2 separate regions of the Sus scrofa genome follow, and region 1 is linked to region 2. Evidence: chromatin contacts called from public HiChIP or PLAC-seq data. All regions are on one chromosome and are shown on one strand. Each heading gives the region's core, a stretch centred on a gene start, on an enhancer-like site or on the middle of the called end of the contact. The rest is flanking DNA. Distances are from core to core; before and after follow the strand shown.

The links. HiChIP or PLAC-seq counts read pairs in DNA pulled down with a chosen protein or histone mark.
Region 1: a contact with region 2 is called in an H3K27ac HiChIP or PLAC-seq map of alveolar macrophages. The contact joins the enhancer-like site here to the promoter of TTLL1 in region 2. A contact is called at or near these places in 5 of 47 Hi-C or Micro-C datasets (fetal liver, heart right ventricle, retroperitoneal adipose tissue and 2 more) and 2 of 2 datasets of contacts at active chromatin or transcription factors (alveolar macrophages and skeletal muscle).

What each region holds. Positions count from the first base shown.
Region 1 is chr5:5,957,773-5,962,465 of Sscrofa11.1, forward strand. The region is part of intron 3 of PACSIN2 (protein kinase C and casein kinase substrate in neurons protein 2); the gene reads left to right. Among named protein-coding and RNA genes, the nearest start is that of ARFGAP3, 34 kb to the right of the region's middle. Within about 2 kb of position 1,544, at least 8 of the 83 cell types and tissues checked have an H3K27ac peak or open chromatin away from gene starts, as enhancers often do. A contact at or near this core is called in alveolar macrophages and retroperitoneal adipose tissue, where this site is marked.
Region 2 is chr5:5,791,566-5,796,793 of Sscrofa11.1, forward strand. It overlaps TTLL1 (probable tubulin polyglutamylase TTLL1), which reads left to right and starts at 2,195. Exons shown (of 13, transcript XM_003481524.3): 1 at 2,195-2,356.

The DNA of each region.
Region 1 (4,693 bases), core at 294-2,793, 170 kb after region 2:
ATTAGGAGACAGTATTTGAATCTGTTAACTTTGTCTGTGTTACTGATTTCTGAACAGAAATCCTTAATTTTTGAGGTAATAGTTTATTTACACACACACACAACTGTGTGCCCACATATCCTTATAGCTTCTACTTTTGAAATTTTGCTGAGGGGTCCTGCCCTGCCTATATTTTTTTCTAGCTGCATCAGGGTTTTACCTTTCACATTTTTATTGAGGGCCTGCTGAGAGCCAGTGAGCGGGAGGCGGTGGAAGAAGCGGTGGGTAAGGAAGACAAAGGCCCAGCCCCTTGGGACACAGTTGGAAGGCGTGTGGGTCGACCTGCTGTGTGCTGTGGGCTCTGGTCTGCACAGGCCCGGGCCGGCGGGAGGTGAGGCCATCCAGGGGCAGGGTGGTCTGGGGCACAGGCCTAAGAGCACCCTCTGTGTGAGGGCTACTGCTCCCTCCCTCAGTTGTGCATCAAGGCAGCAGTGAGACAGCCAGAACCTCCTGGGGTACCTGGGGGCGTCCAGGGAGTCCTAGGATTCTTCGTGACATTAAGGTGAGCCACGCAGGACGAGGTTCGTGCCGAGGCCGCAGGGGGAGGGAGAGCCCAGCTCCCTTCTCACCTGGCCTCTGGTTTCACCCTGGGACTTTGGTTGTGGTCAGTGTTTTGTCTGTGAGGTGGTCACCGACCGAAGAGGAGGGTAAAGGACTAACGTGGACGGTGTGTGTGTGTGAAGTGGTTGGTGCGCGGCACCGTGTAGGTCCCCTGGCCAGACCTTGGTCCTGGTAACTGGTGGCCCTGGGGGCCAGTGGGTGGGGCTCAGAGGAGCTACATGTCTGCATTCACGTTGCCTCCCATCCCTCTGGGATCCCGGGGGTCCCACTGACCTGCTTCCCCATCCGCTGGCTTTCCTGCTGCCTTCGGCCGCTCTGTTCCGCAGACAGAGTTGGCAAAGGTAAGCAGCTGGAAGGCCAGAGAAGCAAACGTCTCCTGCATCCTTGTGGGCTGCGTCCCAGACTGTTCACACCCAGGGGCTGAATGAGGAACTGGTGGGACCTGTTTGAACAGTCCTTCCCAGCACCCCGTAATTATAAACCCGCTGGCTTTTAGGCAAAGCCCACTGTCTCCGCTCTGGTTCTCAGTTACACAGACGTTTCTGCCAAGGGGTCCCTGCAGCTCCAGCCCCAGACTCGTCCTAGCTGGCCGTGAAACCAAGGCTTGTCTTCCACTGGGTTCTGGGGCCCAGGCAGAGGGGAGCCAGAGGAAGGATGAGGGTGAGACTCACAGGCGGCCAGGAAGACGGCGGGCAGCCCCTGGCCTCTGGGCATAGGCGAAGGGCATCGTGGGTGGAAAGAGGGTAGAGCGACTCAGATTGCCAGGAGACAGCAGAACCAGCCGGGCAGAGCTTGGTGGTTGGGTGGAGGGAGGAGGGAGAACCGTCTCTGGAAGAATCCGGGAAGGAGGTGGCTCCGTTCTTTCTGCCACATAGGCCCGGCCTGCAGGAACCGCCACCTGAGGTCCCTGGGAGCTGGGATCCTGCTACCTCTGTCCTGCCCCCGTCTGCCACCTAGAGGACAGAGCCGTTCCTTTCTCCTGCTGTGCCTCAGAGGCAGAGGCTACTCGTACTGTCCCTCCAGGGGCTTTACCTCCTGAACCCCACCCGTCCCTCCCGGAGCACTGCCCCCTTCAGGGTGAAGCCTTTTCACTGTCTGACCCCACCTCCCAGGCCACCCACTGCATCCAGCCCCCAGCTAGCCCAGTCACCCCTGCATTCCTAATGGCTTCTCCCCGAGCCCAGGTCTCCGTGTTGTCTCACTTTCTTCATTTTGCCAACACTGTCTCTGCCTGGAGTCACTCCCCTCACCTCGCCGTCAGTCTGTCCAGCTTCCCACCTGTCCGTGCAAACTCACTTTGGATGTTGCCTCCAGTATACCTGCCCCCCCCCCGCCCCTTCCCTCAGCCAAGTGGTTCCTGGGGGAGAGTAGGGGCTTCCCACCCTGCACCCAGGCACTTGCATGTTGAGCATCTGTCTTCAGCACCATGGTATCTGAGGGGGTGAGCCTGAATTTAGAGAAAGTTAGAAACGTAGACGGCTTCAGACCTAGTTTTCAAAATGGACATTTTATGAACAAAGCAATTGATTAGTATTGGAAGAAAGCGTGTTTATTTTCAGTTCCTACATGAAGTTATCTGCCATTTGGCCAATTCAAAACAAGCTAGTGTTTTGAAAAGTAAGAGAGGAGCGTTTTAATTATAAAACCAATAAAGCAGAAATAGCTAACTATACACATCCTGACTTTAATGTATCATCCATTTAACATATATTTGAAATCAATTTCCTTGCATTTTAAAAACCAGTCATTATACCTCAGTTTTAAAAAAGACAAAACACTCTACCATAGAAGCCATGTGGTTGGCAAATAGCAGCAAGAAAAGATGCTCAGTATCATTAGACACGAGGAAATCACAAATTAAAATCACAGTGAGTTATTTCTGTATATGAAACAGAATGGCTAAAATGGTTTTTGTTAAAACTGACAATAGGGAGTTCCTGTCTTGGCTCAGTGGTTAACGAACCCAACTAGCATCCATGAGGACACAGGTTTGCTCCCTGGCCTTGCTCAGTGGGTTAGGGATCTGGCGTTGCCGTGAGGTGTGGTGTAGGTCGCAGATGCGGCTCGGATCCCGAGTTGCTGTGGCTGTGGTGTAGGCCAGCGGCTACAGCTCTGATTAGACCCCTAGCCTGGGAACCTCCATTGCTGTGGATGCAGCCCTAAAAGACAAAACAAACAAACAAACAAACTGACAATGCCAAGTGCTACTGAGGATGCAGAGCAATTAAAATTCCTGCACTGCTGATGGGAGTGCAAAGTGGTCCAGCCACTTTTTCATATAAAGTTAGACGTACACTTACCAGATGGCAATTCCACTCCTAACTATTTGCCCAAGAGAAATGAAAACCAATGTCCACACAAAGACCTATAGGTAATGTTTCTAGCTTCTTTGCTTATAATTGTCCCAAACCAAAAACAACCCAAATGTCCTTCAACAGAATGAAAAGGTAAACAGATGGTGGTATATTCTCACAATAGAATACTGTTTCGCAATGAAGTGGAATGAATCACTGATGTAGGAAACAGTATAGGGCAGTCGCAAAAGCCTTACAGTAAGTGACAGAGCCAGTTACCAAAGCCAGGTTACATACTATGTGGTCTCCGCTTATTCTGGACATCTTGGAAAAGGGACAGAAGTCAGGTTAGTGGTTGCCAGGGGCAGTGTGGGGAGAAGATTGACAGCAGGAGGGACCGAGGGACCTCTGGGAGGTGGGAGTATTCTCTGCCCTGACGTGCTGATGGTTATGCACGCCGTGTGTCCATCTCAACACATCCAAGTCTCTACCTGTAAAAGGTAGTTTTTATTTTATGTCGGTTACATCTCCGTTTACAAGAGACCAGCGGGTCTGCTCTGAGGACGACCACCCGCACGCTGTGCAGGGAGGGACTGGGAAAGCCACGCTGCTCTGCCGCTGGGTGGTGTGTGGGGGTGGAAGCAGTGATCCCTGGTGAATGTTCCCGAGTGTGGACGGAAGTGGTGAGCTGTCACTGACTTTTCCCTGAGCAAAGGACAGCAGGGCAGACCTTGCCTGTGGTCGTGAGCACTCCCTTGCCCCTCAGCCCCAGCAGTGCCGCACATAAGCCTAAATAAAGCACGTGCTTCTGGAAACATCCTCTGTATTCCTTGCTTTTCAGATTTCAAGAGCTGTTGTTTAAATGTGAACAGTATCTGTGCTAAGTGCTGAGGGGTTGTACCATGTGTACCTTGTAAAGAAATGGCCTTTCTTTCCCTGAATCTTTGTACGAGGGGTTTTGAAAATCAGAGAGGTAGGCAGGTTTCTAGAGAGCCAACATATTTTCATATTGATTACTAATTTGAATAATGTTGGTAACAGTGAGATGAAAGCTAGGTCTACATCGTGCTTTCATGTCAGCTGTCAAGTCTGTATCCGGCTGTGATTATCTTCGCTCTTCTTGCCACCAGCTCAGCAATACTGAGTTGCATGTCATTGGATTTTTTTTTTTTTTCCTTTTTTTCATGCTGCTGTAAATTTCCAACTGAGAGCAAGGCCCTATTTTAAGGGAAGTGAACACGTGATGTCACTTCTAACTGGTTGTGAAATGCTTTCTTTCGCCTTCCTATAAAGGGGCCAAAGGATGGAACTGAAAGCTCAGGTTCAGCTTCTGTGTTCTTGTGACCTCCTGGCCTGTTCTTGAGGAGACGGTGATGGGTCGTGGGGTCCGAGAGCTCTTTGTGCACTGCAGCAAGCCCGCTGGAAGTCATTCCAGACCTCTGGAGAAGGCCGCCCAGGCCACCTGACTTCCGGGGCTCCTTGCTGTTCCCCAGGATTCCGACTGCCATTGGAGCGGGGTCATCTCAGGGACATCCCTTCCTGGAGGGACACGGTCCCCTTCTCTCCCGCTGCCCATCTCCATGTGCCCTGTCCCTTTGCAAGGTCGTACTGCAACTCCGCTGCTAACTTTTCTTCAACTTGGAGACCTCGGGTCCAGGTGGGAGGAACTCGGTGGTGTGAACTGTTCCTAAGTCAGAGTTGAACAGGTTACCTGGCAGAGAGGGGACTGTACCCTTTTCTGTGGGAGGGGGAGCCTGTCCTCCCTGTTCTCTAGGAGCTGCAGAGTAACTCTAAACAGA
Region 2 (5,228 bases), core at 945-3,444:
TTTTTCCTACTATTATTATTATTTTGGCCATGCCTCCAGCATGTGGAAGTTCCCAGGCTAGGGATCGAATCGGAGCTACAGCTGCCAGCCTACACCACAGCCATAGCAAAACAGGATCTGAGCAATGTCTTTGACCTACACTCCAGCTCATGGCAACGTGGGATCCTTAATCCATTGAGCGAGGCCGGGGATCGAACCTGCATCCTCATGGATACTAGTCAGGCTCCTTAATGCTGAGTCATGATGGGGAACTCCTGGATGTTATCTTGCTGGCAATGGAAAGCCTTGAAGACTTTATAACTAGATTTACATGATTAGATCAGCATGGAGATTCTTAGTTTCCTGCCGTTCTCCTGGGGCTACCTAGCTCCCAGTTAATTCTTCGCATTGGCCAGAACTCTTCCTACTATCTGCTCTCGTGATGTTGGTCTCCTCCCACTGTCTGTACCCAAGCCTTCCAGTGTTTTGGCTGCTGGTGATGCTCTTTGGAATGGCATATACTCTGCACAGGGCAGAAGGACATGGTAAAACATATTAAACACCTTCCTGGGCGCTATTCACCTAGGAATTTAAACTCTTTTCCATCTTGAGAGATGGAGATAATTATTCCCTTTTTTTTTTTTTTTTTTTTTTTGTCTTTTTGCCATTTTTTTGGGGCGCTTCCACAGCATATGGAGGTTCCCCGGCTAGGGGTCCAATCGGAGCTGTAGCTGTCGGCTTATGCCAGAGCCACAGCAACGCGGGATCCGAGCTGCATCTGCGACCTACACCACAACTCACAGCAACGCGGATCCTTAACCCACTGAGCAAGGCCAGGGATCGAATCTGCAACTTATGGTTCTTAGTCGGATTCGTTAACCAATGAGCCATGATGGGAACTCCTAATTATTCCTGTTTATCCATGAAGAAACTGTCATTGAGAGGCTGGGAAAAAACCCCAAAACAACCCTGACAGGGAGTTCCCGTGTGACTCAGCAGAAACTAATTGGTCTAGTATCCATGAGGATGCAGGTTTATCCCTGGCCTCAATCAGTGGGTTAAGGATCCGGCGTTGCTGTGAACTGTGGTGTAGTCACAGATGTGGCTTGGATTTGGCACTGCTGTGGCTGTCACGTAGGCCAGCAGCTGCAGCTCTGATTTAACCCCCTAGCCTGGGAAGGTCCATATGCTGCAGGGTGTGGCCCTAAAAAGACAAAAAAAAAAAAAAAGGCTGGAGGAGTTCCCTGGTGGTCTAGTGGTTAGGAGTTGGTTGGCACTTACACTGCTGTGGCCTGGGTTCAATCTCTGGTGTGGGGACTGAAATCCCACATGAAGTTGCTGCGTGCTGCAGCCAAAATAAAAAAATAAATAAAAATTTTAAAACAAGAGGCTGCGATTTTCCTATGCTCAACAGCTAGACTGTAACTGAGCAGGGAGGTAAATTCTGTTTCTCTCCTTTCACACTGCCTCCCAGTGCACCTTCATGACTGACAGATGTCTGGGGTACATGCCCTTCTGTTGTGTATTAATTCAACAGGAATTTAGCAACTAATATATCCTCTACCAAAGTGCCTTTCAAAAAATACTTTCATAATCTTCCCAACAACCCTTCAGCATAGGTGCTGTTATCTCCATTTATAGACAAGAAACTGAGGCTCAGAGAATGACATGACCAGCTAGTGGATTTTGGGGTGAGGATTCAAACCAGGTCTGGCTTCAGTTTTAAAATTCTCATGGGCCAGGCTGCCTCTTCCTAACAGAAAGAGTTAAAAAATCCTACTTTGAGGAACTGCACCTGTCCCGCACTCACACTTCACAAATGAGGTGACCTTTGAGTAGGCCATTTATTGATTACTACTTGCTGAGCGCAACCTGTTAGGTTATCCTTACAAAAATTCCTTCGAGGCAGGTGCTGCCAACCATCCCAGTTTAACAGATGTTGAAGCTGAGCAGAAGAGATGAGCGGACTGGACCCAGGGCCCAGCCATCACACCCCTCTACCTTGCACTATCAGGGTCGAGACTGCGCCCCGACCCCTCTCGACTTCATTTCTGGGCTCTGACGTTTGTGGAGACGCCGGGGTGGACCGCAGACTCCTCGCACGATCCCAGCCCCCGGCGCCTAGCGGGACGCCAGGCCAGGGGCTTAGAAACGAGTGGGGAAAATCTGACCCCGGAAGCAGTCTTGGCGCCGGTAAGGCCGCGTCTTTGGTTGCCGGGGCGCCGCCCCGGAAGTAGAGCGCGGAGGGTGGGTTCGCTTGATAGCGGGCCGAGTCCTCCCGCAGGAGCCGGAGTGGAGCTGGAGGCGGGGCCGGGGTGCGGCGCGGGGCCGCCGTGCTCCGCGCTCCTGGGCGCCCCTCCGGGCTGGACGCCCACAGGTAAGACACAGCCGCCGAGGCCATCGGCTCCCGGGACCCAGGGTGTGGCGGGGGGCGAGTGCGCATGCGCGAGCGATTGTGGCCGCTGGTCTACGGGGCCGCTGCGGTTGGGTTTGGATGCTGGACCCGCGTCCCTCCAGCAGCCTGCGCTGACTACTGTGCCTCTCTTCCTCCTCCGAGTTCCTGTGACTTGTTCCTCCTGATCCTTGTAATTGCATTCTTCTTCTTATTCGTTATCTCAGAATTTAATCGTTGCTGGTTTTTTTCATTCATTTGCAATCTGTATTGTTTCTGTTGGCATCTTGCAGAGCGCGGTGTACCTGTGGGTTGAGTTCTGGGCAGGAGACAGGCGACAAGTGTTCTCTGCCCTGCTTATCTCTCTCTGGAGAACTGGACCTAGGCATTTCTCCTCCCTGTTTCCCCATCATTAGCGGGGGGTGACGGTCGCGGTAGTCACCCTAGAGTGATTGGGGCAGTACAAGGAATTCATTCTTTTTTTTTTTTTTTTTTTTTTTTTTTTTTTTTTTTTTTTTGGCAGGAATTCATTCTTGAAATAAAAGTATCTTGTTGTTGTAAACCCTTTGTGGTTTGCAAAGCGGTCCTTTGTTCAGGAAACATTTAATGAGCATGTTTGGGTGCTGGGTTGTGGCAGTACAAAAAGATTGGCCCTGTCCTGTGCTCAGGGAATTACAGGCACTGGTTATTAGTTAAGGTGGAGCATGGCACTGTCACCCTGAGGGGGTGAGGAGATGGGCAGAAGCAGTACAGTTGTGACCAAATGCTCTGGGTGATGTAAAGTCGTCGTTTATACTGTTATTTAAAGATGGCTCCTTTTCCCTTTCAAAAAAGACTAGCTGGAAAAGAAGGCAGATGTCCTAGGATCTTTCCTAATTTTAATTTTTTTTTTAAATTTTTATTTTTGTCTTTTTATGATTTCTTGGGCCGCTCCTGCGGCATATGGAGGTTCCCAGGCTAGGGGTCAAATCGGAGCTGTAGCCACCAGCTTACACCAGAGCCAGAGCAACGCAGGATCCGAGCCGCGTCTGCAGCCTACACCACAGCTCACGGTAACGCCGGATCCTTAACCCACTGAGCAAGACCAGGGATCGAACCCACAACCTCATGGTTCCTAGTCGGATTCGTTAACCACTGAGCCACGACGGGAACTCCGTAGGATCTTTTTTTAAAATAGATTTTGTTGAAACTGATTGTGATCAATATTTGGGGTAGTAGAGATGGGGCAGAGAGGTTGCTGTTTTCGATGACTGGACCCAGAAGAGTGAAGCGACTGCATGAGTGTATGTTCTTCCGCCTGCTCGCTGCCCTGAGAGGTTGTGGGGGCTTTTTTGTGGGAATAGTCGGAACTCTAGGAGGTGAAAAGCCTCCTGGCAAAGTACTGTCCTCCCAGGGTCGGAGGCCCAGGGATTCCCGAGATGTTCCCTCTCTCAGCGGAAACCAGCTCAACTCCTGGTCTCCTGCTTCTTGCCTGAGCAAAGCTGTGGAAGTGTTTATGGCAGTTACTCCCCGTGTCTCTGCCCAGTTGGGCTGGGCTGTGCCTACTTTACTGCTTGGCACTAAGGAACAGCACTTCGTGATGGTGCGCAGAGGCAATTCATGTCTTTATTTATTTATTTTTGTCCACCCGCGACATGTGGAAGTTTCCGGGCCAGGGATCAAACCCATGCCACAGCAGTGACCAGAGCCACAGCAGTGACAAGGCTAGATCCTTCACGCCTTGATTTTTGTTAATCCATCAAATGTTGATTGAGTGCCTGCTATTACTAGACACTGTTCTGGGTGCTGGCCTTTCAGCAGGAGATAAGGCCGAACCGCATTCCTGCTCTCATGTTGTGACATATATGTGTCAAGACAGATTGTCACGAGGAACCACATACAGGAACTAGACCAGTCCTTTTCAAATCTGAGTGTGGGTAAGAATCACCCGAGAGCTTGTTGAGATACAGGCCCCTGGGCCCCTGTCCCCAAGAGTCTGAGTGTGTACATTATTGTGAATGCATGGCGGGGGAGCTGGAGAATTTGTATTTCTTTCTCTCTCTCTCTCTCTCTTTTTTTTTTTTTTCTTTTTTTTTGCTTTTTAGGGCCACATGTGTGACATATGGAGGTTCTTAGGCTAGGAATTGAATCAGAGCTCCAGCTGCTGGCCTACACCACAGCCACAGCAAGGCAGGATCCAAGCCGTGTCTGTGACCAACACCACAGCTCACAGCAATGCTGGATCCTTAACCCACTGAGCAAGGCCAGGGATTGAACCTCCCTCCTCATGGGTACTAGTCGGGTTCGTGACCACTGAGCCACAACGCGAACTCCCAGAGAATCTGTATTTCCAGCAAGCCCCAGGTCGTGATGCTGATGCTGCAGGTTCACGGACCACGCTTTGAGTCGCCGTGTGTAACTCGTGCGCCACGGAGAAGTGGTGACAACTGGGTAAACGAAGAGGATTGAGATTGAGACTGGGAAGGCCAGTCTGAGGAGCTGACCTTTGAGAAAGGGCTAGACGTGGGGGCAGAGCAGAGCCTTAAGGCCAGATGCCACTGGGCGGGTGTGAGGAGCTGGAGAGGGATGACCAGTGGGAAGGATGCTGAGAGACCAGACCTGAGAGGCGCGAGGGCAGATCTTGCTGCGCCAGCCTTGCCGGTCATGAGTGGACTGCTAGCTTTATTCTCAGTGCGGCGGAAAGCTGCTGCAGACTTATGAGCAGTGTTATGATTCGCAGATTGGTCTGGGAGTTCCCTTGTGGTGCAGGGAATCCAGCATTGTCCCTGCAGAGGCTCGGGTTGCTGCTGTAGCATGGGTTCTGTCCCTGGCCTGTGCCCCCATGTGCATCGGGCTTGGCTAGGGAAAAAAAAAAAAT